2 separate regions of the Mus musculus genome follow, and region 2 is linked to region 1. The links are chromatin contacts, called in public promoter capture Hi-C maps. All regions are on one chromosome and are shown on one strand. The core of a region is the stretch at or near the end of the contact, and the rest is flanking DNA. Distances in the headings are between cores, read along the strand shown. Region 1 holds the start of Tmem140 (transmembrane protein 140). Region 2 holds the start of Trim24 (tripartite motif-containing 24).

Region 1 (5,451 bases), core at 128-2,627:
CAAGCTGAGAGATCAGACTACTGTCTAGAGTACCAGCAGTACTCTAAGAAGAGCCACGTCATTCAAAAGAGGCAACAGCGTCCCTAAGTGCAGCTCCACAGGAACAGCACAGATAGTGGGTCTCAGGAAGTCAGACATCAGAGCAAAGGGCTCGGAGACTCTCCCCGAGTAAATTTGTCTGGTAGGGTGTGAGGAAGTTCAGGGGCAAAAGTGGTGTCTCAAAGGGGGTGAGGGGGTGGGGTGGGAGTGGAGGACTTAGGCTTCCAGTTGAAAATGGCAAAATGGTTGATATTTCATTTTTTTTTTCTTTGCAAGACCTCATTAAAATGGCACTTTCTTTTAAAGGCAAAAGGCTGAAAGGACAACAGTGGGAAGGAGACCAGCTCTGAACTTCCTAGCAACGGGAAAGGCAGACAACATGGAACTCGGCCTCCAGGTTGCATGGGAAAATTAAGTTTAAAGAAAAACACTATACTCTATCCAACTTTGAACAAGTTTAAGAATAGAATAAAGATATCAGTTTGACAAATTAAAAAAAAAAACAAAAACAAAAACAAAAAACCTTTGGTGTCCCTCATTTCTCAGTAAATCACCTGGAATTTATTCTACCAAAAGTGAATACAGCAGAAAAGAGAAAAGCCTGGGACCCAGAAACAAGAAATCTAACCTAGCATGGCGGCAAAGGGAACCCCTGGGATGAACCAAGACCCAGTTAGGTACAGGGTGTCATGTAGAAAGTAGAGAAAGCCGCCAAGGGTTTAGCGCTATTGGGAGCTGTCTACTGTCTTTGCCAAGCTCACCCAGTTCTGAAGCTGCAGAGATCATGTGAGCCTGGGAGGCAAGAGTCCCCTCCCTGCGATCTCAAGACTAAAAGCTTTCTTTCTCTTTTACTTTGAAATGGGAACACAGTGTTTCTGTTGCTCTATAACTGTTAGATATAACTTTGCTAACGGCAAAGTTTCCAATCTAGAGACACAGTCAAGATCATCGGTTGAGTTTTGAAAGGAGAGTCCAAGGCATAGGTGCCTTCCAAAGGAATGAGAAGAGGGGACCCAGGTTCCAGGAGCTACACTGGCTGGAAGCTTGGCCATGTGAACTAAGGTCCCTCCCTAGAAAGATTCTGGGTCGTGTTTCTCTAAGAGTTGCAATGCCCTGGAGGTCTGGAAGCTGGTATCAACTTTCGCACAGTAAAATCGGGACCCTCACCTGGCTCAGGCAGGGTGCGCCAGTTGTGGGTCATGTGCTCCCATGAGCAACAAGTTGTTTACACTCTTCATTTCTGAAAAGTCATAAGACACAGGCAAGTTAAAAAACGAAAGTGAAATCAGCTGAGAGTGACATCAGTCAGCACAAATGTACCAAAGTTCAGAGCTGTTTACTTGAACGCGACTGCCTGCGAGTGCAGGCAGAGCCCAGGAGCTCTGAGCTGTCTGCTTGCAGCTTCTCTCCTCTGCCCTGGTTTCTGGAGCCTGACTTTAGAAAGCAGCCCAGGAGAAGATCGACTCCCCAGACAGACGCTGATTTCCTGTGTCACCTTTTGATGAGTGTTCCTGGGCTCCAGCGTTGGTTTTTGTAAGTACACCCCCACAACTCCACAAGGGATAAGAGGTGTTTAAGTTCCCAGACTCCACATTCTAGCAACAAACCAAGGGGGGACGCTTTGCTTGGTGTCGGTGGCCTCCTCTCTCCCCAGAGAGTGATATAACCTTTCACCTCTGTCCTGCCCCCATGCTCGTAAGCATCACTGTGTGCATCTCTGCCTCAAAAACTCTGTAAATGGTTAGAAACACACAGGTAGCTGCATGCAGCCTGGTGTTCAGGAAGCTTGTACCATTAATACCTGTGGCTTTGGGACACATTGTTCTCCAGAAGTAGGCAGGCAGACAAAAACATGTCACTACAGCCAAACTGATACCAAGATTTGAAAAACACAAAGAAAAGATCTGTGTTCTTGTCCAAAAGAGAATTATAGGACATAAAAGATTTTAAGACCTGATATCAGCCCCCAAAGGAAACTCATGGAGGGGGGATTGTCCCTTGAAACAGGTCTTTCTTTTTCTTTTTCTTTTATTTTCTTTCCTTTTCTTTTCTTTTCTTTTCTTTTCTTTCCTTTCTTATCTTTTCTGGCTGATTAATAACTCCCATTACACTTCTTTAATCTGTAAAATCAAGTTGTTGGATAGGAGAGAAAAGAAAAAAAAAAAAAAACGGGGGGGTGGGGGGAAATCTTTCAGAGACAGCTGAAGTGTGTTTTCAGTATTTCCTCCTCTCTGGGTCTTCCTAATCGCAGGTCTGAGAGTCAGCGCCTGGAGCAAGGCCTCACACATCCCGTTTTCTAAGCTGCTATTTTAGTCCCCACATTATCGAATTACTAAGGCTATGGTGGCTTGCTCTATAATCTCACTTTTCACCAACAGCACGTAATTCTGGGAACATTTTAATGTGGCCTTCACTGGGAAACACCACAGGACTGATTTTCTCCACCTCTCCTCTCTCCTGTGCACCTGTCTGGGGATGCCTTGACCACCCGTGGCCTCTCCTCTCCTGTGCATCTGTCTAGGGATGCCTTGACCACCCATGGCCTCCTCTCTCTCCTGTGCACCTGTCTAGGGATGCCTTGACCACCCCTGTGCTTTTGAATTGGCTCCTAAAAGCTGCTTCTCCATTCTAACACACAACTGACCTCCGTTATGCCTGACATTGTAGTACTCCATCCTTTCTATGATACTGCCTAGGGGTAAGGCGGTAAAAGTGGGTCATTTGGCCAAAAACACAAACCTTAGAGTCAGAGTCACCATGTTAGGAAGCCAGTCTTGGCATCTGGAGTGTCACTGAGGATGCTAGCTACAGTCTTTAGGGAGAAGAAGGTTACCCAGCGTACCTTGGAGGCACTGGAAAAACACAGATCTTTTTTTTCTTGCTAGGTTCATTCTTCTGTGAATTGTTTGTATTACCGAATCCCGTTTCACACAGCGCAGTGTTTTTCTTGATGTTTGCATGAACATTCCATACATTGTGTGTATTATCATCTCACATTTTTGGCAGATATTCTCCATGCTCATTGACTTTTAATTCTGTATTGTTTTTACTAGTGCACAGAAATTTCCATTTTTTTAAAAAAATAGCTAAATCTATAGTTTTCCTTGTAGTTTTGATGTGCTTTTAAGTTCAGAACGTACTTTCTTATTCATAAATCAGAGTTTATTTTTTTCTAGATCTTATTTTATATTGGTTCATTCTTGAATCCATGTGAAATTTATTTTGGCATATGGCATAATGTCCTAAAATAGTTCAGAGCTTTTTTTTTTTTTTTTTTTTTTTTTTGGCTTGTTAATAACAAGCCAGTTTAGCATCAGCTAGCTATAGCTAATGGAAACTAGGCCTTAAACCTAGTATCTCCAGTATGTGTATGGCTGTTCCCCAGCCCTGTGATATGGAACCATTATTCCTGCTGGTTTCTCTCCCCCTCACTTAGCCTTGTTTAGATCCTCCCTAAATCTTTTCAAAATTATCTTCTTAAAACTCTATGTAGTGTATGTCTTCCAAGTGGAGCACAAGCTTATCTGCGGGGGAAGTCGGGGTCAGGGGAATGTTGTTTGTTCCTCGTGTCTTTGATTCTCCAGGGCTCCTGGCTCAGGGACCTCCCAAATGCATCATTAGTGGGGTCAGGAGATGAAATCCTAGCCTGGGAAGGGGATGGCACAGTTCCCTCCTCAGAACTGCAGGGAAGAGCGGCAGAGCTCAAGAGCAGAACCAGGTCCTGGGAAGCCTGGTCCTCAGCCCAGGAGTCGGCTGCCTCTAAGCATGCTGGGAGACCTACCAATACAGAGAGACAGAGGTGGGACTCATCTTTAAGGGTGCTTTTTTGTCTTCAAAGTTTCTGTAACCTTTGTTCCTTGCTAGGTTATCTGTTACCCAATGCCAATAAGCAGCAAAACATTGGAACAAATACAAAGTTAATATTAAAGGAGCCATTTAAACAGTTACTTCAACTCTTGCTGTCCACGCCTTAGCCTGGACCATGCTTCTGGCTTTCTGTCACAGTGCCCTGGTACAGTCCTATCTCTGCTGGCCAAGCTGTTTTTATTTACACAGCAGACTGATGGTGAACGCAAACATTCCAGCATTCCATAGAGGCCACCTACACTACTAACCACACCCAGGCCACAGCACTGCCCTAGCCCTGTCTTGAGAAACTAGGACATGGGCTCATGTTTCTGCCAAAGGAAGCACGACACATTTCCCATTCTCCTTCCTGTCTATTCCCTGAGAGCCACACCTAAGCCACAGACACTAATCTTAAACACAGTTACAGGAGGCCAGCGGCCTCTCTGACAAGGAAATGGGCAAACTTGTTCTCCCTGCAGCCTGTCAGAGCCTATTGTTCTGCCTTCCCTCACTGCTCACACGACCACCCTCAGCCTCCACCTTACTCTTCTCCCCATAAATCGCTGCCTCAGCCTCATGATCACAGGACACACGTGCACTTAGCATGTGCCCAGAACTGGTTCAACCACAGAAATACCAACTCTGTCTCCCAAAGTCCCATGCAGACCCAGAGACTGTAGTGACAGGAGAGGGACTTGAACCCAGGTGTTGTGGGAGTAATTTTTTTTAACAACCAGAGGACAGTGAAGCAAGTGAAAAAAAAAAAAAAAAAAGAAAGAGGAAGGAACTTATGAGAAGTTGTGTGTGCTGTGATGTGTGACATGTGCTGCCACTGACAGCCAATCAACCATGCCTGCCATCCAGGGAATGTTTGTTGAGTGCATTCTAGATGCCAGGAGCAGCCTTGGGTATTAAGGACAGAACAGAAAAAATTTAGATAGATCATACATACATACATACATACACAGAAAGAGTTAGAGAGAGAGAGAGAGCAAGAGCGAGGTGGGGAGGGAGGGGGGAGGGAAGTGGGGAGGGAAGGAGGGAAAACTGAACATAAGTAAGGAGCTGACATAGTTGGGAAAGTGTTTGCCATGCAGTTGTAAGGACCTGAGTTTGACATTCAGTATCCACATAAACAGCTGAGAACGCTGGCCTGCGCTTGTAACCCCTGCACTTGGGAGGCAGAGCCAGATGGAGCCCTAGGGCTCACTGGCCAGCCAGCCTCGCCTAATGGGTGATCTCTGGGCCCTGTCTCAAAAAAATAAGGTGGATCACATTCCTAAAGAAAGACTGACACGCCCAAGGCTGTTGTCAGACCTCATCTGTCTACACAGAGAACAAAGGAAAGCAAAGCAAACTCAACAACAGACAAAGCCTTTGTTGCCCTGGAGGTCCAGACGCCTGGAGGATGGGGTAAGCGGAGTGCCTTCTGTCAGACAGTCAGACGTGCTGATGAGCAGGGATGAGATGCCAGGCAGGGCTCACGGAAGAGAAGGGCATTGCAGTTTCCCCAGTGGTAAGCAAGGAAGGTGAGTCTAATCCCAGGCAGTCATTTGAGCAGAG
Region 2 (5,108 bases), core at 753-3,252, 3.0 Mb after region 1:
GATCTCTTGAACCCCACCTTAGGGGGAGGCAGACTATGTACATAGGTTTTTAACTTTTTGCTTTAATTGCTTGCTTGGTTGCTTTAATAAATGTGGCCACGATGGATTATTCAGGTTCCTGGTCTTTCTCCTCAAGTCTTTGGGAATTACAGAGCACATGGACTTTATTCATGTGTATTCAAAAGCTTGTCTCCTCTCACAGTATTCTTCAACCTCTATGAGGTTTTACCCAGCTTTTTGTTGTTTAGAGAGTGTTTCTCTGTGTAGCTCTGGCTGTCCTGGCTCTGTAGAGCAGGCTGGCCTGGAATTCAGAGATCTGCCTGCCTCTGCCTCTCAAAGGCTGGAATTAAAGGTATGTGCCACTGAGCTTGGCTTTTTACGCAGCTTTTGGCTGAAAATGTAATTTTTATTATTCTTATTAAAGGTCCATTAAAGGAAAAATGTTGCCTACTAATCATAACCCAATGAAATCTACCTTTGAGGTAGAGTCACGCCATTGTCTCCTTCTGTAAACCTTAATCCAGCTGAGTCTGCCCATCACCTGGATAAGGGACCATCCCTTAGAAAGGCAGGTTCACCTTCAGCCACGCTAAAGACACAGAGGAATAATCTCTTTAATAAACAGTGTTCTTCCCCCAAATTCCTGGCCCATAGTGCAGTAGTTCCAGATTCCCCACGAGATTCTCCAGGATTTCTGTCTATTCTGTCTCAGAAACTCCCAACCTTCTCTTTGTCTTCTCTTTTCTTTTGGGTGTTAGCCTAATACACAGTCTCTGATAGTTTCGGCTTCCTTACTCTTTCTCTAAAGCTCCCCTCCATGTGGCTGCTGTAACCATGTGGCTGTTTAACACAAATGGCATGGCATCTCTTCCACTTCTCCATCTTCCTCTGGGCAGCTGCTGAGATTTACAGCTTGCCTGCATTGGTTTTTTTCTTTCTTTTCTTTTAAACTCTAATAAAATTTCCTCCAGCTTCTTTTGAGGCTCTTCTTAAATTCTTTTATTAATGAGACTAAGAACCTCAAGAGGGGACTCTGATTTCCCTAGTAACAGGTGGCACTTCCCATGGGACTCCCCAGAATTTCCGGTAACAAGCACGGGAGAAGGAAGACATGAAATATAATACTGAAACTCTAAAACCAGAATTGAGGTCCCCCCCCCCCCTTTTGAGACAGGCTTTTACACTGACTAAAACCTAGAATAACTTTGAATTTGTAGTGATTTTCCTGCCTTTGCCTCTGGAGTATTAGTATAGGTGTGTGCTACCACGTCTGCCTTTTTTTTTTTTTTAAGAGTTTAATATTCAGGTACTATGGACACTTGCAGATCATTTATTTAGTCCTCAAAAAAATTAACTGCTTTTATTCATTTAAGAAGCAAAATTAATTTCACCCTTTTCCATTGAGGTCTTTTAAAGTTCCGACAAATTTGTAATTTCTCCCCCTTTACATCATTCTCATTAATTCATCACAGAGATAAATTCAGGCCACAAAAAGAGTAAAGCTGCCTGCACACTCCCCCTTTCACACAATGTGGGCTCATACAACCCGGTTTTGGGTCTCTTCTCGTTTGCACGTAACTTACTTCTTCATCCTCCCGTGGCCCTCCCACGATCTTACTCCTTTACCCATTTAAGTCTCCAGTAGTAAAAGCAGTTTTCCAAGCAGTTTCTTAATTAATCAGGCTGGGTAGACTGGGCAGAGCCCCCGCCCCTTGGGCGGGGCCATAGCGGCGGGCGGAACCCGATGCCTGCTCTGGCTCCTTAACAAATGATTCCTTTACAATCTACAGAAGAGAGACACACACACAGCGAGCCAATCAGCGGCCGCGGTCCTCGCGTCCGGCGGGGCTAGCCCCGCCCACTCCCAACCTCCCGCGGGGGCCGTCCGAGCCTCGCGGGCTTCTGCAGACCCCGCCCCCTGGGCAGGCGCGGCGGTCATTGGATGGCGCTCGGCTCGCAGTCGCCGCGGTTGCTGGGAGAGGGAGGTGGGGGCGGGGCCCGCGGTGGTCCAAGGGGCCCGAGAGAAAGGCTGCTAGGCACGGGCGGGCGCGCTGGGCGGAATCGAGCGTCTCGGTGGCGGTTTGCCTATCGGCCCGCGCGGCGGCGTCGCGGTGCGGGAACCGGTCCCCGTTGACAGCTCCGCGTCTTCCGGCCGCGCCACTCGGGAGGTGGCTTCCTCCCTGTGCTCCCTCCGCGAGTCCGTTCGGCCTCGGAGAAGCGGGAGGCGGCGGCGGCTGCGGAGGTCGTCGGGGGCGGCGGGCGGTGAGCGCGCTCCCGCTTCCCCGGCGGCGGCCGCAGGACAATGGAGGTGGCTGTGGAGAAGGCGGCGGCGGCAGCGGCTCCGGCCGGAGGCCCCGCAGCGGCGGCGCCGAGCGGGGAGAATGAGGCCGAGAGCCGGCAGGGCCCGGACTCGGAGAGCGGCGGCGAGGCGTCCCGGCTCAACCTGTTGGACACTTGCGCCGTGTGCCACCAGAACATCCAGAGCCGGGTGCCCAAGCTGCTGCCCTGCCTGCACTCGTTCTGCCAGCGCTGTTTGCCCGCGCCGCAGCGCTATCTCATGCTGACGGCGCCCGCGCTGGGCTCGGCAGAGACCCCTCCACCCGCTCCCGCCCCCGCCCCCGCCCCGGGCTCCCCGGCCGGTGGTCCTTCGCCATTCGCCACCCAAGGTGAGAGGGGCCCGCGAGGTGGCGGGCGCGACCCGCTGTCACGCGGCTGGGGAGGGGGTGAAATGGGCCCGCGCCGGCTGAGCGACTCGGCGGTCCCTCACTTTTGCAGAGCTCTGACGGTTGTGGCGAGTTAGCTGCTCTCTGCTCCTCCGCAAAGCTTTGTCCGGGTGCATATGATCTGGATCAGCTCGTGTACACCCGGGTTATGCGAGCCGGAGGGGGGAGGAAGGGATGGAGATGAAGTGATGGGGATTTTCTTTGATGATTGATTGCAGATTGGCTGCCGTCTGTTTCGAATCTTGTGCGTTCCGGGCTTTTTACCTTAATGAGTTCCCTCTCTGTCCCCTCCGTAGGGGACAAAGGAACCGGGATAAGTTGTTTTGTTGTCTGCTGCTTTCGGAGATTTTATTTCGAGCGATTCGATAAACGATAGAAAGTAAATAGACTTCCAAAGTGTTTTGTATGCCGTAGTTGGAAGTTACTTTCTCTTTTGTGGTGTTATTGGGTAATTAGTTTTTGACAGGTAGTTTCCTTTGCTTATGTTACCAGGTTTAAATCGTTGAAAGTGATTTGAAGTGCAGTAATTATTTCTGGGAGAACACTTGAAGTTTTTAACTTTTAATATTGCAAATATTTGGGCAAATTGACGTCTTTAAAATGCGAAGTAACTGAGGAAGGGAAATCTTTTTTCTCTTGCTTCTTGGGTTTTGTGTGTGTGTGTGTGTGTGTGTGTATGTTTTGTTTGGCTTATGTAGCAGCCCAGAATTGTCCACAGCTAGCAATCTTCCTGCCTCAGCTTCTTCAGAGTAAAGATAACAGGCATGAGCCATTGCACCTGCTAGCCAGACACTTTTAACATCTCTTTTAAAGGGAATAACTGTTTTAAGTTAATTTGTTAAGTAATTATATTTATTAGGTCAGGATGCAATTGCTGGCTTGGATTGTTGAATTAGATGCATTTAGTTTTTTCTTACAACAGTCTTTAAATACAGGAAACTATTTTCCATGGGTCTCTATTGTTGCAGGAAGCCCACCAGAGGTACACCACTCAGTCTATAGCTAAATGAAAGTATTCCAGCCAGCTGGATTACAATCGGGTATCTAGAATGCAAATGTAATCCAGTGGTTTTCAACCTGTGGGTCCAGACCCCTTGAGAGGGTGGAATGAACCTTTCACAGGGGTCGCATATCAGATATCTTGCATACTAGATATTTACATTTTGATTCATAACGGTAGCAAAATTACCATTATGATGTACCGAAGAAGATAATTTTATGGTTGGGGGCCACCACAACATAAGGAAGTGTGTATTGAAAGGTGGCAGCACTATGATTAAGAGCTTTATATCTTTAGAGCAAGGGGCTTTTTTTTTGTTTGTTTGGTTTTTTGTTGTTTTTGTTGTTTTGAGATAAGGGTTTCTCTGTGTAACAGCTCTGGCTGTCCTGAAGCTTGCTTTGTAGACCAGGCTCAATCAGAAGTTGCAGAAATCTGCCTGCCTCTGCCTCCCTAGTACTAGGATCAAAATTGTGCACTACCACTGCCCTGCAAGGGGCTTTCAGAGGCAAAAACCATATCCTGTTATCTTGCCTTGTAGTTGCGAGCAGGAGGTTTTGTGCAAGCAAGCAGTTTAACAGAAGCTAAGATAAGCAGTTAACTGGAGGGGAAGATTTGTACAAGTGGCCAGTTTAACAGAAGCCAAGCTAGAGTATCTTGACTTTGGGTTCTTAGATTTTGGTAATTTTCCACAATATTCTCCATCAAGGAAGCCAAACTTTGGTCAAACCTAAAATAGTCTCAGCAAAATATAAGATAGGGGAACCTCAGTACTGTCTTGCCTTTTCATATTAACTAATTGGTTCTATGGGCAAGAGTCAAATAGTTGACTTGTACTGTTCTGGGGCATGGTTGGTTCTAAAGATCAGAAGCTTAACTAAGTTTATTCTCTGTTTGATATATTGGACATGCAGATGAAAATGCAGGGTTCAACCGTTAGCTGCATCAGAGGTGGGAGAGGGCAGGACTCCTTTTCCAATCTGGCCAATGCTGTGGCAAGTTCCTGCTAAGCCTGTGAGGACTTGCGAAGGGAAGGGAATGATTGGATATTTTTGCTTGGTGAATAGCTTGGAGTTTGGAAGATGGGAAGTGGTCCCCCAAATATAATTTCAAAAAGGAACAGTCCCCTCCTGGTAAGGAGTGCATTGGGTCCTGAGCAGGAGAGGAAGTTGGCCTAATTCTTGCCAGTTTTCAGTACCAATTTGATCAGAGTCTCCTAAAGAGTTTTATTCATCCTTTTTGCCTGACCTGGGCTCTGGTCTATACATTCAATGCCATTTCCAATTAATACCTTTGTCAGAATTTGAGACACTAGCTTTTGTAGAAGAATTTCAATCCAGCAACATGGGTACTCTGGCAAGAGATCAATCATATCCAAGGATAAGATC

Evidence for each region. Promoter capture Hi-C pulls out the DNA fragments that hold promoters and counts their contacts.
Region 2: a promoter capture Hi-C map of pre-B cells shows a contact between it and region 1, with 5 times the contacts expected there. The contact joins the promoter of Trim24 here to the promoter of Tmem140 in region 1. A contact is called at or near these places in 2 of 39 promoter capture datasets (liver and pre-B cells) and 1 of 115 datasets of contacts at active chromatin or transcription factors (extraembryonic endoderm stem cells).

What each region holds. Positions count from the first base shown.
Region 1 is chr6:34,861,769-34,867,219 of GRCm38.p6, forward strand. It overlaps Tmem140 (transmembrane protein 140), which reads left to right and starts at 1,378. Exons shown (of 2, transcript NM_197986.3): 1 at 1,378-1,572.
Region 2 is chr6:37,868,809-37,873,916 of GRCm38.p6, forward strand. It overlaps Trim24 (tripartite motif-containing 24), which reads left to right and starts at 2,003. Exons shown (of 19, transcript NM_145076.4): 1 at 2,003-2,666. The coding sequence starts at 2,303.